Linked DNA regions of Mus musculus: regions 2 and 3 are each linked to region 1. A link is a contact called in public HiChIP or PLAC-seq data. All regions are on one chromosome and are shown on one strand. The core of a region is the stretch at or near the end of the contact, and the rest is flanking DNA. Distances in the headings are between cores, read along the strand shown.

Evidence for each region. HiChIP or PLAC-seq counts read pairs in DNA pulled down with a chosen protein or histone mark.
Region 2: a FOXA1 HiChIP or PLAC-seq map of pancreatic cancer cells shows a contact between it and region 1. The contact joins the enhancer-like site here to the promoter of Tarbp1 in region 1. A contact is called at or near these places in 12 of 39 promoter capture datasets (the 3T3-L1 cell line, the C10 cell line, the HPC-7 cell line and 7 more), 5 of 484 Hi-C or Micro-C datasets (Th1 cells, cerebellum, cerebral cortex and 2 more), 3 of 115 datasets of contacts at active chromatin or transcription factors (large pre-B cells, pancreatic cancer cells and stem cell-derived neural progenitor cells) and 1 of 9 other capture datasets (macrophages).
Region 3: a FOXA1 HiChIP or PLAC-seq map of pancreatic cancer cells shows a contact between it and region 1. The contact joins the enhancer-like site here to the promoter of Tarbp1 in region 1. A contact is called at or near these places in 8 of 39 promoter capture datasets (the 3T3-L1 cell line, 3T3-L1-derived adipocytes, the C10 cell line and 3 more) and 1 of 115 datasets of contacts at active chromatin or transcription factors (pancreatic cancer cells).

The regions. Positions count from the first base shown.
Region 1 is chr8:126,472,960-126,477,943 of GRCm38.p6, forward strand. Tarbp1 (TAR RNA binding protein 1) reads right to left here and starts at 2,106. Exons shown (of 30, transcript NM_001159907.1): 1 at 1,296-2,106. The coding sequence starts at 2,106. It also overlaps the pseudogene Gm6091.
Region 2 is chr8:127,180,128-127,185,111 of GRCm38.p6, forward strand. The region is part of intron 2 of Pard3 (par-3 family cell polarity regulator); the gene reads left to right. Among named protein-coding and RNA genes, the nearest start is that of Pard3, 120 kb to the left of the region's middle. Within about 2 kb of position 2,109, at least 15 of the 459 cell types and tissues checked have an H3K27ac peak or open chromatin away from gene starts, as enhancers often do. A contact at or near this core is called in pancreatic cancer cells, where this site is marked.
Region 3 is chr8:127,085,546-127,090,529 of GRCm38.p6, forward strand. The region is part of intron 1 of Pard3 (par-3 family cell polarity regulator); the gene reads left to right. Among named protein-coding and RNA genes, the nearest start is that of Pard3, 24 kb to the left of the region's middle. Within about 2 kb of position 3,071, at least 20 of the 459 cell types and tissues checked have an H3K27ac peak or open chromatin away from gene starts, as enhancers often do. A contact at or near this core is called in pancreatic cancer cells, where this site is marked.

The DNA.
Region 1 (4,984 bases), core at 856-3,355:
CAGAAAAAATAACTAAGACAAACAGACAAATGGTAAGTCCCAGAGGTTCCAAGTCAAGAAGAGAGAAGGAAAAAGGAAGCAAGGGAAGAAATAACCACCTGATTACTCAAGAAAACTTCCCCAAATCAAAGCTCATTGACTTCCAGACTGTGTAGGTGCACATGGATAAAAAGGAGGTTCCAGGATGCCAGGGCCCTAAACCCCTGGTACCCTATAGAGAAGTCACAGACTGCCCTTGAGCAGGATCCAGAATTATCTCAACTTCAAAACAACAAGAGTAGCATCTCCAGCTTCTAGATGGATGGATGGAAGCCTTTAAAATGTGGATGGAAATGTCTCCCCCATAGAAGTTGGACCTGAGCAAACTATCACTCAAGCCCTAAAGACAAAACCAAGCTGTTTACAGTCCCAGCTCTGCTTTGAATGCAGGAGGCCCCAAGAGAGCATTCCTGCAGAGACAGGAAAGATGGATCACCCACAAAACCACAAATGTGCAGAGACCATGAGGAAACACAATTCCAAACTTCAGAAAGAAAGCGTCTGAATCCTGAGTTCCAGATTCAGAGAGAGCAAGCGAGAGAGACCCTGGCCCAAAAATAAAATGGAGAATAATCAAGGACAACACCTGTTGACTTTAGGCCTGGGCGCAAGCACACACGATGACTTAAGGGTTATGTTTAGAAAGCACTAACTAACCCTGCTCCTAATATTCCTAAAGGGAATGTCAAGGGATTAATATTTGATTCCGTACCTCGAGTTTCAAACATTAACTTGGGTTACACAGCACCCTTCTTTCAGTTTGATACGGATGTCAACTTTTTTTCTATCAGGATGTAAAGGCGTGGAGCAGGCTTGGTTTTACACAGAGCATGCTACCGCGTGTGCGATATCTTAACCTTCACTGGGTCCACTTTTCCCAAAGTGCAGGAGGAGGCCGGTGTAGGGTACCACATGCAAGTGTCAAATCCGCTCAGGATGAGGTGGACGCCCCTTGAAGGCTGGTTTGAGGTAGCAGAGTGTGGCTGGGGCAAAGAGATAAGTAGGTGCCAGTCTGGAGAGATGGTTCAGGGGTTAAGAGCACTTGATGTTCTTCTAGAGGACTGGAGTTTGACTCCCAACACACACATCAGGTAGTTCACAATTGCCTTTAACTCCAGCTCAAGGGGATTTGATGCCCTCCCAAGCATACGCACGTGATGCACATAAACTTACACAGGCACGCGCGCGCGCGCGCACACACACACACACACACACACACACACACAATTTTGTTTTTTAGAGAGACAAGTGGGTACCTTTTGTGTCCTGGGGGCTGCAGGAGCAGTCCACCGCCAGCTCTGCAGACACCTGTACAGCCCTCTGCAGCAGGTAGCGCGCGCGCTTTCGCGTGAGCCCGTCCTGCGCGCGGCCCAGCCCCGCCTGGACGGTTCTCCAGAAGCGGCCGCAGAGACGGGCGTCGAGATCCCCGTGGCGCTCATGGTTGGTCAGCAGCTTCTCGGCCAGTGCGCTCAGCACCAGCAGTTCTGGCCCAGTGCTGCCCTCAGCTCCCGGTCCCGCGGAGCTCAGCGCGTCCCACGCCGCACGCAGAGCCGGTTCTGCGCTCTGTGCCAGCGCGGGCAGCAGGCGCGCTCCCACGGCCGGCGGCGCGTCCCCGGCCAGCGCCAGCTCCACAGACGCGCGCCCCAGGCGACGCAGCAGCGGGGCATCCTCCGGCGCGCGTAAACACGGCGCCACGGCGGCCAGCAGCTCCACGGCTGGCGCGCTCGGCAGCTCGCGCAGCGCTTCTTCGGCCAGAGTGACTGCCAGCTCCGGTCCTGCCAGGCGCGCGCACGAGCGCAGCGCCGCACTCGCCGCTCGGAGCACGCGGGGCCTCGCAGGCCCTCCGCCCTGGGACGCGTGCAGTAAGGGCACCAGGTGGTCCCTGGCCACCTCGTGTGCCGCCTTGGCCAGCGCGCCGGCGCCCGCGCCGCGCTCCTCCAGCCGCTGCAGCACCAGGCGCAGGGTCTCCGCCCGCTCCGCACTCGCCTCCCCGCCGCACAGCGCGCCCAGCAACTCGCCGGGCTCCCGACTCTGCGTTAGAAGCGCGTCCGCCAACACCCGCTCCATTTCGCGGGGAGTAGACCTGTGCGCGTGCGCCGGCCACCCTAAGCGCGAGTGCGCGTGCGCGGCGAGAGGTTCCCACCCACACATACCCTGCCCGGCATAGGACCGCATAAGGTTCCTTCAACTTTGTTGGGAGTGTGATGCCTCCTGCCACTCACAGTTTTTAGTAAAAAGAGTTGCTGCAGACATAGTATTACACCAGTTCCGAAGTTCCCGATTGGAAATAGGCCTAGGGCCTAAATTTTCTAGCTGGCCCTAAATTCACATAGATATCCTGCAATCCCCCCAGATGGCTGCTTTTTAAAAGGGTGCATGTTAAGAGTTACCACAAAGTCTCTAAAACAATGGATCACAAATGAAATCTGGATTTATGTTTTGAAAATAAGTTATGAGAGCTGAGAAGATTGGTCAGTAGGAAAAGGGCATGTTATGAAAGCATGAACATCTGAGTTAGGATCCCATGGAGAGGTAACTACCATCCTGCGTGGTGGAGACACATCTCCCCGCCGCCCCCCCCCTCCCCGACTCCCCCGAGTCGCTGATGAGCCAGTATGGCTGAGATCAGTTCCAGGTCCAGTGAGAGAGCCTGACTCTTTTTTTTTTTTCATTAGTAGTAAACTTTAATATTGTTCACTTTGCACAAGAAAAGTGGCTCACTAAGAGCTGGGGTTCTGAGGAGAGAATGTTTAGGCATAAATGGGGGAGCTGTGAGAGGCCTGGAGCCTTGGTGAGGGTGGGGCTCTGAGACTGAAACCCAGCCACCAACAAGGAAGAAACTAGCCCCACCAGTGTCACAATGGTGGACAGCTCTGTCCTCACCTTTGGCTGAACGCGGGACCCCTAGCCACCAGGCAGGGTCTGGGCTCCAGCCTGCATTGAGGCATCTTGGCAATCAAGAAGGGAACTGAAAACGGCTTCAGCGAGTGGACGATGGATGAGCCCGTTCAAGGCACAGTGTCCATTAGGAATGATAGGCCCGCGCTCCCCCTGCTCTCTGAGAGTCCAACCTGGGTAGGAGCTGGCAGGCCCCAGGTCCCCTCAGTTGGCAGAGTTGTATTGTAGGACTTGCTGAGAGGCAAAGAGCTTCTTGACAGCCAAGGCCTCTCCCGGCTGCCCCAGCACCAGACAGTTCTCTTTGTTGTCTGACCCAGCAGCCTGGGCTGAAGACTTCTTAAAGTAGCACAGGCGGCACACGGAGTGATACTTGTCGGCTCCGCCAATCACCTCCACCTCTTTCTCCAGACCCAGCCTCTTCGTGTAGGCAGCTTCTCGGAAGCACTCCATGCACACAGCGGTGAGCTTCACCACACTCTCCGCCAGGGGCACCAGGTTCAAGATGCTGCCGAAAGCCTTCCTCTGGAAGGTCCCATCCAGTGCTGCCACAATTACTGTCTTGCCCTCGTTGGCCATCATTTCACAGAAATCCACAATGTCAGGAAAAAACTGCCCCTCATCGATGCCAATGACGGCCACACTCAAGGACTCCTGGGTCACATCGCGGAGCATGCAGGCTGGCAATGCGTCAATGGTGTTCCGATCATGTGTGGAGAAGCTGTTGCTATAGCGCGTGTCTTTGGCATACTTGATGACCAGGCACTTGTACTGGGCGATCTGGAAGCGCCGGACTCTTCTCATCAGCTCCGTGCTTTTCCCTGAGAACATGGGCCCGAAAATCACCTGAATCTGCCCCCGGGTCTTGCTGGGGGAGCTGGGCAGCACGGTGGGTAGATTGATGTAGCTCATGGCAGCTGTGCAAACTTTAGCACCGAGAGTCCGTGGGTGGGGATATTTCGCCGCACTGCACGCAGCCTGGAACATTTGCCCGCCAACAACTCAAAAAGCGAGAGCCTGACTCTTAAGAACAAGGTGGAAATCAGGGTATGGGTGACACAAACCTTTAATCCCAGCCCTGGAGAAGCTGAGGCAGGAGGATCACTGGGAATTCAAGGCCAGCCTGGTCTACAGTGTGAGTTCCAAGACAGCCAGGACTACAAAGGATGCCTTGTCTCAAACAAACAAACAAACAAACAAACACAAGGCAGAGGGCGGGGCAGGGGTGGAGTACGCCTTTAATCCCAGCACTTGGGAGGCAGAGACAGGCAAATCTCTGACTTCAAGGACAGTCTGGTCTACAGAGTGAGTTCTGGGACAGCCAGGGCTACACAGAGAAACCCTGTCTGGAAAACAAAACAAAACAAAACAACAACAACAAAAAAAAAAAAACCACGCAAGATAGAGGGTGATAGAGGAAGACACCATACATCAACCCCAAGCACACGCGCGCGCATGCACACACACGGTGAGCAGCCCCAACCTCACAGGCCAATACAAGCCTATACTCCACTACTCCACACACTGATAAGTCATGAAGTCAGGTGTACATGATTGTCACTATAAGCAAATATCAGAAGTCTGAGGCAGGAGGGTCACCTGCCTGGGCTACAACTCAAGATCAGTCTGGGTTGGGGAAACAGGTGGGAGAGATGTTTCCTGGCATGCTTGAGGTTCTGAGTTCAAACTGGGAGGTAGGAGAGCAATGTAATAAATTAAGTATGACTTGGGGTGGGGGGCATCAGAGGCCACACACACTTAGCAGAACAGGCTGCAGCTGAAAGCAAGCTCTCCTCAGAACCCTGAACCCAGGGCCCTAGTTCAAGAATATAGGTTGATCGCCCCACACAGTGCTGCCTTCTAGTTCCCAGGAGCAAATTCAAAATCAGGCTTCCCTGTGGGTCTATATTTCTGATCGTATCCACTGCCAGATTCAGAAGTAGACAAAGAAGACTCTATCTTGGCATGCACTCTGCTGGTCTCACTCCTCATGGAATTCCAGGTTTAAGTGAATGAGTGATGTGAATTTTCTTTGTCTTTCTAAACGTGA
Region 2 (4,984 bases), core at 859-3,358, 710 kb after region 1:
TCTGAGGATCTGACCTGGGGCTGTCTCTATCCCTAAGGGGATTGTATGGCCATCTCAGACCTGAGGGGAAATTTGGTTTCTAAGTAGGCAGGGTGTGGAAATGTGTGCTGTGTGCCTGTGTGGCAGATCAGTGCCCTCATGTTAACTAGCAGCTTGGGAAGAGCTTATGGTGGTCGAGCCCAAAGTTTTGAGTCTGATAAGTGAATAGATTCAGCGGCATCAAGGAAGTAGTCTAATAGGAAGTAGACAGATGTGATTGGGTCTGGCCTGAACTTCACTAATATTAGCACCATAGGCATTCTGCTGACCCGTGAAGCTATCTTGTCAATCATTTAAACAGCTATGCGTTGCTGTAGATTCATGGGTGCTTTCCCATGGAAAGGTAGGGGGCTTCTTGCATCCTGAATGGCAAAGTTTGGGTCATTTAGCTTAGCTCTGTGTCCACCTCTCAGGTCACATGTGAACGCCAATCATTCCTATCACTCCGTGTTGCTTCGAGGGGAGACTGTTACTTTACTTATATTAGTTGTCTTTAATTCTCACTTTCTTTTCTTTGAAGATCCTTTTCAGGAAGTGAACAGTAGGGTTCTCTGATAGTTCTTTGAACTGTTTTTTTTTTTTTTAATTTCCTTCACAATTTTACCGGCCCCAGGTGTGTTTTCCTTCACCTCATCTCATTAGAACCATGCCATCATACCCGTATTTCCTATAAGGCTGTCAGTTTCACATTAAACCACTTAATAAAGACAAGATGCGGACTGTGAGGTGGAAACGTCTGGTTTCTTTGGAAAGTCAGTTATGCCAAATGATGTTTTGCTGGGGCACACAGGTGAAAGGATGTTTTGCTATAGCAGACATGTGAATGAAAGTGCGATGTTAGCTGGGTGTGGTGACGCACGCCTTTAATCCCAGCACTCAGGAGGCAGAGGCAGGTGGATTTCTGAGTTCGAGGCCAGCCTGGTCTACAAAGTGAGTTCCAGGACATCCAGGGCTAGTCAGAGAAACCCTGTCTCGAAAAACAAAACAAAACAAAACACAAAAAAAAGAATGTGCGATGTTTAGAAAGAATATAAATATGACCCCATAGTCAGTGAGAGCTCAAACATTGGTTTGCTTTGCTCTGTCTGTCTTACTAGCATTGCTGACATGCATGTATTGGTTTATCTCGCATTGCATTGCTGAGCTCTGCCTATGGTAACTTCACAGAGAGAAACACTCACCAAAGAACTTCTTGTGAGGTTCCTGTGGCTTCTTGATATTTCCGTGGACTTGGGCCAGTTGTCAAACCTTGTGGTTTCTTCTGGATTGAACTGCCCTTGCTGATTTGTGTGTGGTGTCTGCCAAGTAGACTGGTCTGCAGCTGCTGATTCATGCTTGGTGTTTGCTAGTGGACTGGGCTAAGAACAGCAAAGATTGAAATCTCCCCCAAAGAACTATTTCTAAACAGGTCTGCTTCCCCGTACCCTAATAACCTTTCTCTTCTACTGCCTCTGGTGGGTGGTGGGCTAGAGTGGAGGTTGAACCCTTATTAAAGTTGGTTGAGAAAAATATATGCCTACAGATTGTCTTGTGGGCTCATGTCTTGTGTTACTGGGGCTCAGCGTATGAGCATCCCCCCATGACTAGTGTTCATGTCTGCGCACCATGCACTGCACTGTCTCTTCCTGGAATCTTATTTTTGCCCTGAAGTTTCATCTGATAGTCATCAGGGTCAGAGGTGGCAAAATCTGCTTTTTGACCAAATGTTGTGGACACACTGTGGCTTTCTCAGGGTCCTGTGGGTCAGCCTAACCTCTGTGCATTTCCATAGCCCAATCTCAGTACCTTCCTCTTTCTTTAAAGAATGTCAGCTCTTGATCATGGCTAGGCCATTGATGCTATGCTGTTTCCAGAGTTCATTGTAGAAACTGCTAGTTCCTAAGGAGGGGTTTTGTCTAAACAAAGAAGGAGTTCAGTTCTTTCTGGTGATGATTACTAATCTCTGGGGAATTGAGGAAGTCATTATTGGGTATTGGGGTGGAAGCTACTGGGACTCATCTGTTGTTGGATCTTATGAAACACAGTCTTTCTTTTTCAGCAGGTCTGCCCCCACACTCGGAACATTTTTCCCTCATTATCCTCTCTCAGAACTCTGAGTTCTGCCACTCTGGCAAGTCTTTAGCCGTCACATCTGCACCCCACCAGCACCACTTTCTTTAGCTGACAACTTTTAAACAGTTTCCTGACAAGTCTGCTTGCGAATTTGTACAAGCTCCTCTGTTTGATTGAGGAGTTTGACTAATCACTGTACATGGCTGTACTTAGGCCTGGACTGACTGATTCCCTTTCCCCAGAATATGTCTGTTCATTTGATGCTGTTTGGGAGCCTGTGAGCACACACAGGTGCATCTTCTCCTTGCTCCATTTGAGTGAGGCCATCGCACAGCTTCTGTGAGCAGTGTGGGAAGTGTAGGTTATCGTGGGGGTGTCTGCTGGAAATTTCTCTGCCTTGGTTTTGCCTGTTCCTTCAAGGATACTGACCAGGCCTAAAAATCTGTTTCAATTGCACAACTGCACTGAGAAGTGGGAAACCGGCAAGGGAAGGTTGGGAAGAATATCAGGGATAATGGGTTTTCTGAGGAAAACCCGAGATGCCTGCATGAGGGAGGCGGCCAGTTAGTGGCTTTGCCCTGTGCTTCTCCATACAGAACGTGAAGGACCCAAGGAAATGAACATGGCACATCTTCACTAAAAGCTGGGCCTCACCTCAGTATGCACTGTTAGACCTATGTACAGCCAGCCTCAGGTGAGGCCCCCAGTACTTGCTCAGTGTGACTTAATGCTGAGATCCACTCTCCTGGGAATGGGGTGGCTCTGCACAGCACAGTGGTTGCTTCATGGTGTCTCAGGTCCTAGGTGAGAGCTTTGTGTTAGCCTTGGAACCGCACAGGTGTCCCAGTTCTACTTCAGGAGAACGAAACGGCACTTTGGTTTTGCAGAGCAGCTGTGTGCTGAGAAGGACTTGGGAGTCATCTGTGCTAGGGGGCTTTATTGGCATCTTGAAGACTGTTGTCACATTGGGTTGGCTGAGGAGAACTTCCAGGTCCCTTGAGGACTAGGCTGGTAGTCCCAGTGGTTACCGAGGATAGGGAGCATCACTGTGGTGGCTCTCCGGACATCTTCAGTTCCTGCTCTGTTTGTCTGTATTTATTTTGGGTAACGGTTGGACCTCCTGCCTCATTTTCCCAAGTGCTACGGTTATAACCTTATACCACCATGCCCAGATTCTCTTTCTGTCCTCCCTGTGTGTAGCCACTTTTGGCTCAGTAGGTAATGCCTTGGATGGCAGAGAAACAGCTGGCTTGATTCCCTCTTAGGAAGGAGACTCAAGGGACAATGGGTGCTCAGTATTAAGGGAAAGATGCTGGGAATAAGGTTCCTTCTTTCCTCAGACCAAAAGAAAGAATATGTGGGAAGTGTTACTGCATTAATTTTTGCCATTTGCCTAATTCTGTGGAAGGGAGATGAGCAGGTGTCTGTGCAGTCTCTGGATACCATGTTTCCCTGCACATGCGTGGACATAGAACTTTTCCCACACTCACTGGATGGTGATGGCAGCTGCTTAGCCACTCCAGTGCACCCACTGCCAAAGTGTGGTCAGGATATGCTTGGCTTTTGTCTGCTCCCTTTGTGTGTGTGTGTGTGTGTGTGTGTGTGTCCGTCTGTTTGTCTGTCTCTCTCTGTGTCCATCTGTCTGTCTACACACACACACACACACACACACACACACACACACACTCTTTTCCTCCTTCTGACCTAAGTGATGGTAGTGTACCGAGCTGGCTGGCAAGAGAGTTTCCAAAACTAAACTCTTAAGTCTCAGAGTTTGCTAGGCCCTCTCTCATCATCAAGACAAGTACAAAAACAGTGACCTTTCTGGTTCTCCCCCTGTGTGCTGTGGAGTGCTGTAGTGCCCTGTCCCGGACCTCTGGTGATAGATATGCTTGGGACTATTAGCTTTGTGGTTGAGTTGCAAATCTGGGTAAATATTTGTGCAAAGCCAAGCCTGCCCCTGGCTGCCTGCATAGCCGTCTGTTGGCAGCTGTAAGTCCTTTGAAGTCCTGAAATCTGCTGAACTTGGACCCTCCGTCTCAGCCTTTGTAGCTCTGTGGGCATATTTAAAGCTGATGATGTTGCTTTCCTGTTTGTGGAGGACTTGTCAGTGGCTGTAAGTTTACCCTGGCTGCTTTCCAAGGAGCGGCAGGAATTCTGACCTGGCCAGGAAGTATTAAATGATAGGCCATCTGAAACAGCTGGGTGTCTGTTAAAGTGTCACCTGGGGAGATACACTATTTCCATATTTTTGTATATTATTTGGATTGTGTAATGTCACAGGACTTTTATCAAAGACACCTAGCAGCATCCCCAACATGCACTATAGCTCTTGGCACTGGGAGTAACACGGATTACATCAATATTAAAAAATAAGCTATCAAACATTCATGAAGGTTGTTGGATTTTCTCTCAAGAATGTCTTTGAAGCTGACTTAAAATTGCCACATCTGTTACGATGACTGTGTATGTGTTTGAAGATAATGAAGCATGAACCTTCAGTCTGTTTAAGTCAGACATAGTCCTCATACCTGTGCACAGACTCGTGGTGACCCTGGGATAAGGAGAGTTTTTCTGTTGATAAACATGTATTTTTGAGTATTTTATGTGAGAACTGCATATTGTGTTTCTCTCTGGAATTGATGCAGATCTGCATACATCCTGAACCTGGAGGAACCCCCTCGATTCTGCTCCTTGACGTCATTCTTTGAAATTTTAATTTAGGCTACTGAGGCAGCAGCTACATTCCACCACAGTATCTGCTGTCTACACAGGACAAAGTTGGATTTCCAAGTGTGTTGTTCTTTCTTTCCTTTGTGGAGTGCTTGCCACAATTCACTCATCCTGGGATTTCTCTCCAGTAGTTCTTGTCAACCATTAATAGTCACCAGAA
Region 3 (4,984 bases), core at 1,821-4,320, 610 kb after region 1:
AAGCTCTACTAAGACACATTAGTGGCAGCCCTCTTTGCATCAGGTGACCTAGAAGCTTGCCTCGGGACCCTGCATTAGCATTGTGCCTGTTACTCTGAAATACTGAGTTCTGAAGCTCCCACAGGGTCCCAGGGGAAGCTGGAGAGAAAGGTAAACTGTCAGGGTATGTATTTGATGTGTAATTTCATTGATCTACCCCTGCCTATTGACAGCATTTCACTAATCGATAGTATAACCACACGTGCTGGTAGAGAGGAAGTGATATGCACAGTGGAGAAAAATGCCCGGAATAAAATTTCTTTTCTAGAGGCTGGAGAGTTGGCCCAGTGGTTGAGAACACTTGTTCTTGCAAAGGACCCAGGTTTGATTTTCAGTACCCACATGGAAGCTTACTGCTTTCTTGGGCACCAGGCATACATGTGGTTCACAGATGTACAAGCAGGCAACACACTCATACACACAAAATAATAAAATAATTCTAGAAAAATGATGAAAAATGCTTCTTTAAAAAAGTTTTTTTGTTTTTTTTCTAAAAATGGTGCACTCTATGACATGGCTTGTAAAAGCATTCTCTTGACAATTATCTGAAGAGTATTGGCTTCACAATGCATAAGTAAGGGAGGATTTGGAAAACAATGGTTTTATGTTTCTGGGGTTACAAAGGCCCAGCTTTGTGGAACATGCAGGTTTTGGGGATTTGGAAAACTGCCCATTTTCAATACGATCAGATCATTCAGCTTGTGTGTTTTGTTAAAGATATAGCCTTGCCACATGCACCAAAGGATTGACAGCATTCCTAAGTGAAGCTGCAGCTACTGTCCCCGTTGAGAAGCCTTCCAGCTCCATCTAATGTGTGGTGTGTGCACTCCCCTGCAGCTACTTGATTCTGTAATTGTTTTCAGAAATTAATTGGAACAAACTTCAATATCCACTTTGCTTCCAGCAGTCACAAGTCAAGGGGACATTTAGATGGTGATTAGACTTCTGGCACTCAGTCACTCACTTTCTTTTTCTTTTCAAATCCCCCTGTGTGTGTGAGTGTGTGTATGTGTGTGTGTGAGTGTGCATGAGTGTGTGTATGTGTAAGTGAGTGTGTATGTGTAAGTGTGTAAGTGTGTGAGTATAAGTGTGAATGTGTGAGCACATGCATGTGTGTGTGTGAATGTGAATGTGTGTAGTGTATGTGTATGTATGTGTGAGTGTGTATGTATGTGAACGAGTGTATAAGTGTGAGTCTAAGTGTGTAGGTGTGTAAATAAGTGTGTGAGTGTATGTGAATATGTGAGTGTGTGTATGTGTGTGAGTGTATGTGTGTGTGTGATTATGTGTATGAGTATATGAGTGTGTGTGAGCACATATGTGTGTATGAGTGTGTGTATGTGTGAGTGTATGTGTGTGAGTATGTGTGTGAACGAGTGTCTAAGTGTGTGAGTGTGTATGTGAGTGTGTGTATGTGAGTGTGTGTATGTGTGTGAGTGTGTGTGTAGATCAGAGGACAGTCTTAGGTGTGAGTCTTCCCCTTGCACCTTGTTTCAGAGTGTGTTAATCACCACAGGCAGCCCCCACATTTCTCTTGTCTCCACCTCCATCTCACACAGGAGTGTTCGTAGAGTTGCAGAGATAGCTGTTGCTTCCATGTTCTGCTGTAGGTTCTCCTCTCGTGGCAGCACTCTGCTCACTGAGCTAGATCCTCAGATGTAGCTCAAGTTTTCTGAATTTCACTCTCCCCTTTCCTCCTTGGAACTGAACCTGGAGCTCCTGCCCAGACCATGGCACTTAAACATTTCAAAGAGCATATGGAGACATAAGAGCAGGGGTACCTGCTGGGAATATTACTCAGATAAAGAGTCTAAGATAAGCTTTGCACCAGATAACCAGAGGGCATCAGATCCCCTGGAGCTGAAATTATAGGCAGTTGTAAGCCATCCATGAAGGGTGCTGAGAACCCAGTGTGGGTCTTCTGTGAGAGCAGTAAGTGCTCTTAACCACTGAGCAATCTCTCCAGATCCGAAGAATGTGTTTTAATGGAACTGGTCTATTTGCACATGAACTGACAGAAAATTACTCAATACCACACTTCACAAATGAAATAAAATGTCAAACTTAAGAGTTAATTTATTGCCTCAGGAAAAGCCCAGGGCTGTGTTTGCTTAGGATTGACATTTGACTTTACAAGAGTATCTTTAGTGAGTAAGAAAGTTAACAGCTATTTCTGTTTCACTGGTTTTTTTTTCCTCCAAACATTCTAAGATCTTGGTACACTCTTAGACCATGCAGGAGTGACTTTCCTTCACAGTTGCACAGAACCATCTGTAAGAAACAGAACCATCTATAACAGAACACCCAGTTGGCACAGGACCTTCCTCATGACAGCTAGTGTGCCCCGTGGAATCCTTTCCCCAGGGCGGGAGAACCTGGCTGTTTTACTCTATGTCATACTTACATCCACAGGAAACCCTAGCTATCTATGTTTTACAGTGTATAATGCATCCACAGGAGATCCTGGTATTATTGTGTCGTTTATCATTCATGCATTCACGGACTTCCTAGGCTCTGTTCCACTGTGTATCATGCATGTGTTCACAGGAGACCCTGGTTTTGTTTCACAGTATATCATGATTCCACAGGAAATGTTTTATTGTATATTATGTGTGCATTCACAGGAGTTCCTGGCTCTGTTTCACTGGATATCATGCATGCTAGGCAAGCACTTTACCAGCTGAGTAACACTCCCAGTCCAAGCATTAACTGTTAAAAACAAGCAAGCAAATAAGCAAACCACGCAGAGGGGCTGATGAATCTGTTTATTCTGTTCCATTTCTCCAAATGTGGAAACCACCAGAAGAAATCAATAAAGAGGGAAAGGGGAATGACCAAAGAGCCGACAGGAAATGCCATACCCCCTACCAAGCCTTTCTGCCATATAAGGAGCATGGGCTTAGGTCGTGGGGGGTTGCGGGGGGTGGGGGCGGGGAGGGAAATCCAATCGCTCCCTCCTGCAAGGATGCATCCGTCACCAGGGAGGGAACACCAACTGTGAGACCCAGAAGCCCCACCGTGACATCTGTCCTTGATTTGTGCATGCCTGTGGTGCTCTGGTGGGCCAGGTGGAGCCAGGCTCCAGTCCTTAAACAATCACAGCTTTATTGGATACCTAGCTTGAACTGAGAAGCACCGACCGTGAACCTGAGCACCTGTCCCAAGTTCACAGCAAGTACAAATCAGTGCAAACACATTCTTCATCTATACGACACCCTGGGTTGCTTTTGTGTCTACCATTGTATATATATATAACCCATACCATCTTGTGATTAGCCCAAACGCTGAATTTTGGCTTCTTCTTGTGCTTGCTGTTGTGAGTGGTGTTTCTAGCATTTTCATATTACAGTTGCATTGTGTCTTCCTTCTGGACTGACTATTGTTTTTTGTGTTGGTTGAGAAGTCTTGTTTCACACACAGAAACCGAACAGAGAAACAACAGCTATTTGGAATTTCATCTCTCTTTTATTTAAGAAGTACAGCTTCTCTAAAAACCCTTTTAAGAGACTAGGAGTATGTTGTCTGCCCGTTGGATAAGGCAGGCCCAAGACCGAAGCCTAAGTTTCTCCTTCGCAATGATTTTATTAATGACTCCCAGCAGACTTTTCACGGCAGAGCCGGATTTCCTCCCATTGTGTGTCTTGGTGACCTCGGAGAAATAACTCTGTAGTGCAGGGTGCATGTGACACCTTTCTGATTAGAGGCTTTCAATAATGAGACGTTTATCCCTGAAAATACTGCCAACAAAATTTTATTACTAGGGTAAGGGAAGTGCTTAAGGCCCCTATTAAGTCAATTGTTACTTTGTATTCTCCATCGGTCTGAAGCTATTTTGAGAGTGTTGCACGGAATACCATAGCGGCCTGGCATAAACTAGAATTTGGACTTAACTAGGAGCACTCTTAAACCATTTTGCAAATAGTTTCTGTGACTCTAATTTTGGAGAGCATTCATCTTCAGGGGCAGAATATAGAAAAGCACAATGGTTCTTGGAAATTTATATTCCAGAATTTTTAATTTTTTAAATTTTTAAAATTTTTTTGTCAGCAAGTTTCAGTAACTTTGAAATCATTGGTAGAAACGATGCAGTTGCTGTCATGCTCAGTGTAGTGAGTAGTGTCATGGGTGGCTTACCCATGGGTGTACAGTGGCATCTGGGGGTAGAAGGGGAAGAAACAGGGTGTCCTTGGAAAGACAGGGCGTCATTATTGATTTCAGGTCCTACCCAGAAGTCTTTATTTATTTATTCATTTATTTACTTTAGTTTATTTTTTCTTTATGAGTGTTTTTGCTTGTGTACCGGATGTGTGCTTGGTGCCCTTGGAGGCCAGAAGAGGATGTTGGATCCCTGGAACTAAAATTACAGATAGTTATGAGCCACCATGTGGCTGCTGGGAATCGAACCTGAGTTTTCTGAAAGATCGGCCAGTTCTCTAATCACCGAACCATTGCTCCAGCCTGGTATCCAGAAGTCTTAATACTATTGGTTGTCTATCTGTCTGTCTGTCTGTCTGTTTGTTTGTTTGTTGTTCTTTGTTTTCTGAGGCAAGTCCTCACTCTCCCAGGGTTTCCTTGAAACTTTGTAGTCCAGGCTGGGCCTCTACTTATCAGCTCTGGGGTTCTAGGTATGTACCTGCACACAGGGAAACATGGTCTGTCATTTATGTCAATGGAGTCATAGTCTCTTAGTTCATAAATTCGCACAGTGTACTTTAGAGTTGAAAACTGGGGGTTTCTTCTAGATGTGTAGATGTTTTGGGTGCAGTGGAATAATCTCCCCACAGCTTTGCTGAGGTGCTCTGATGCCGTGTGCTGTAGGCCTGCTTCTAAGGGGACATCTTCAATTAGGATGCGAGTTTGCAAGTTTGCAATGTCTGTAGATTTTCACTATCACTGATTTTTTGCTATTTACCACTCAGCAGCACAGACCTCATACGCTCCCTGC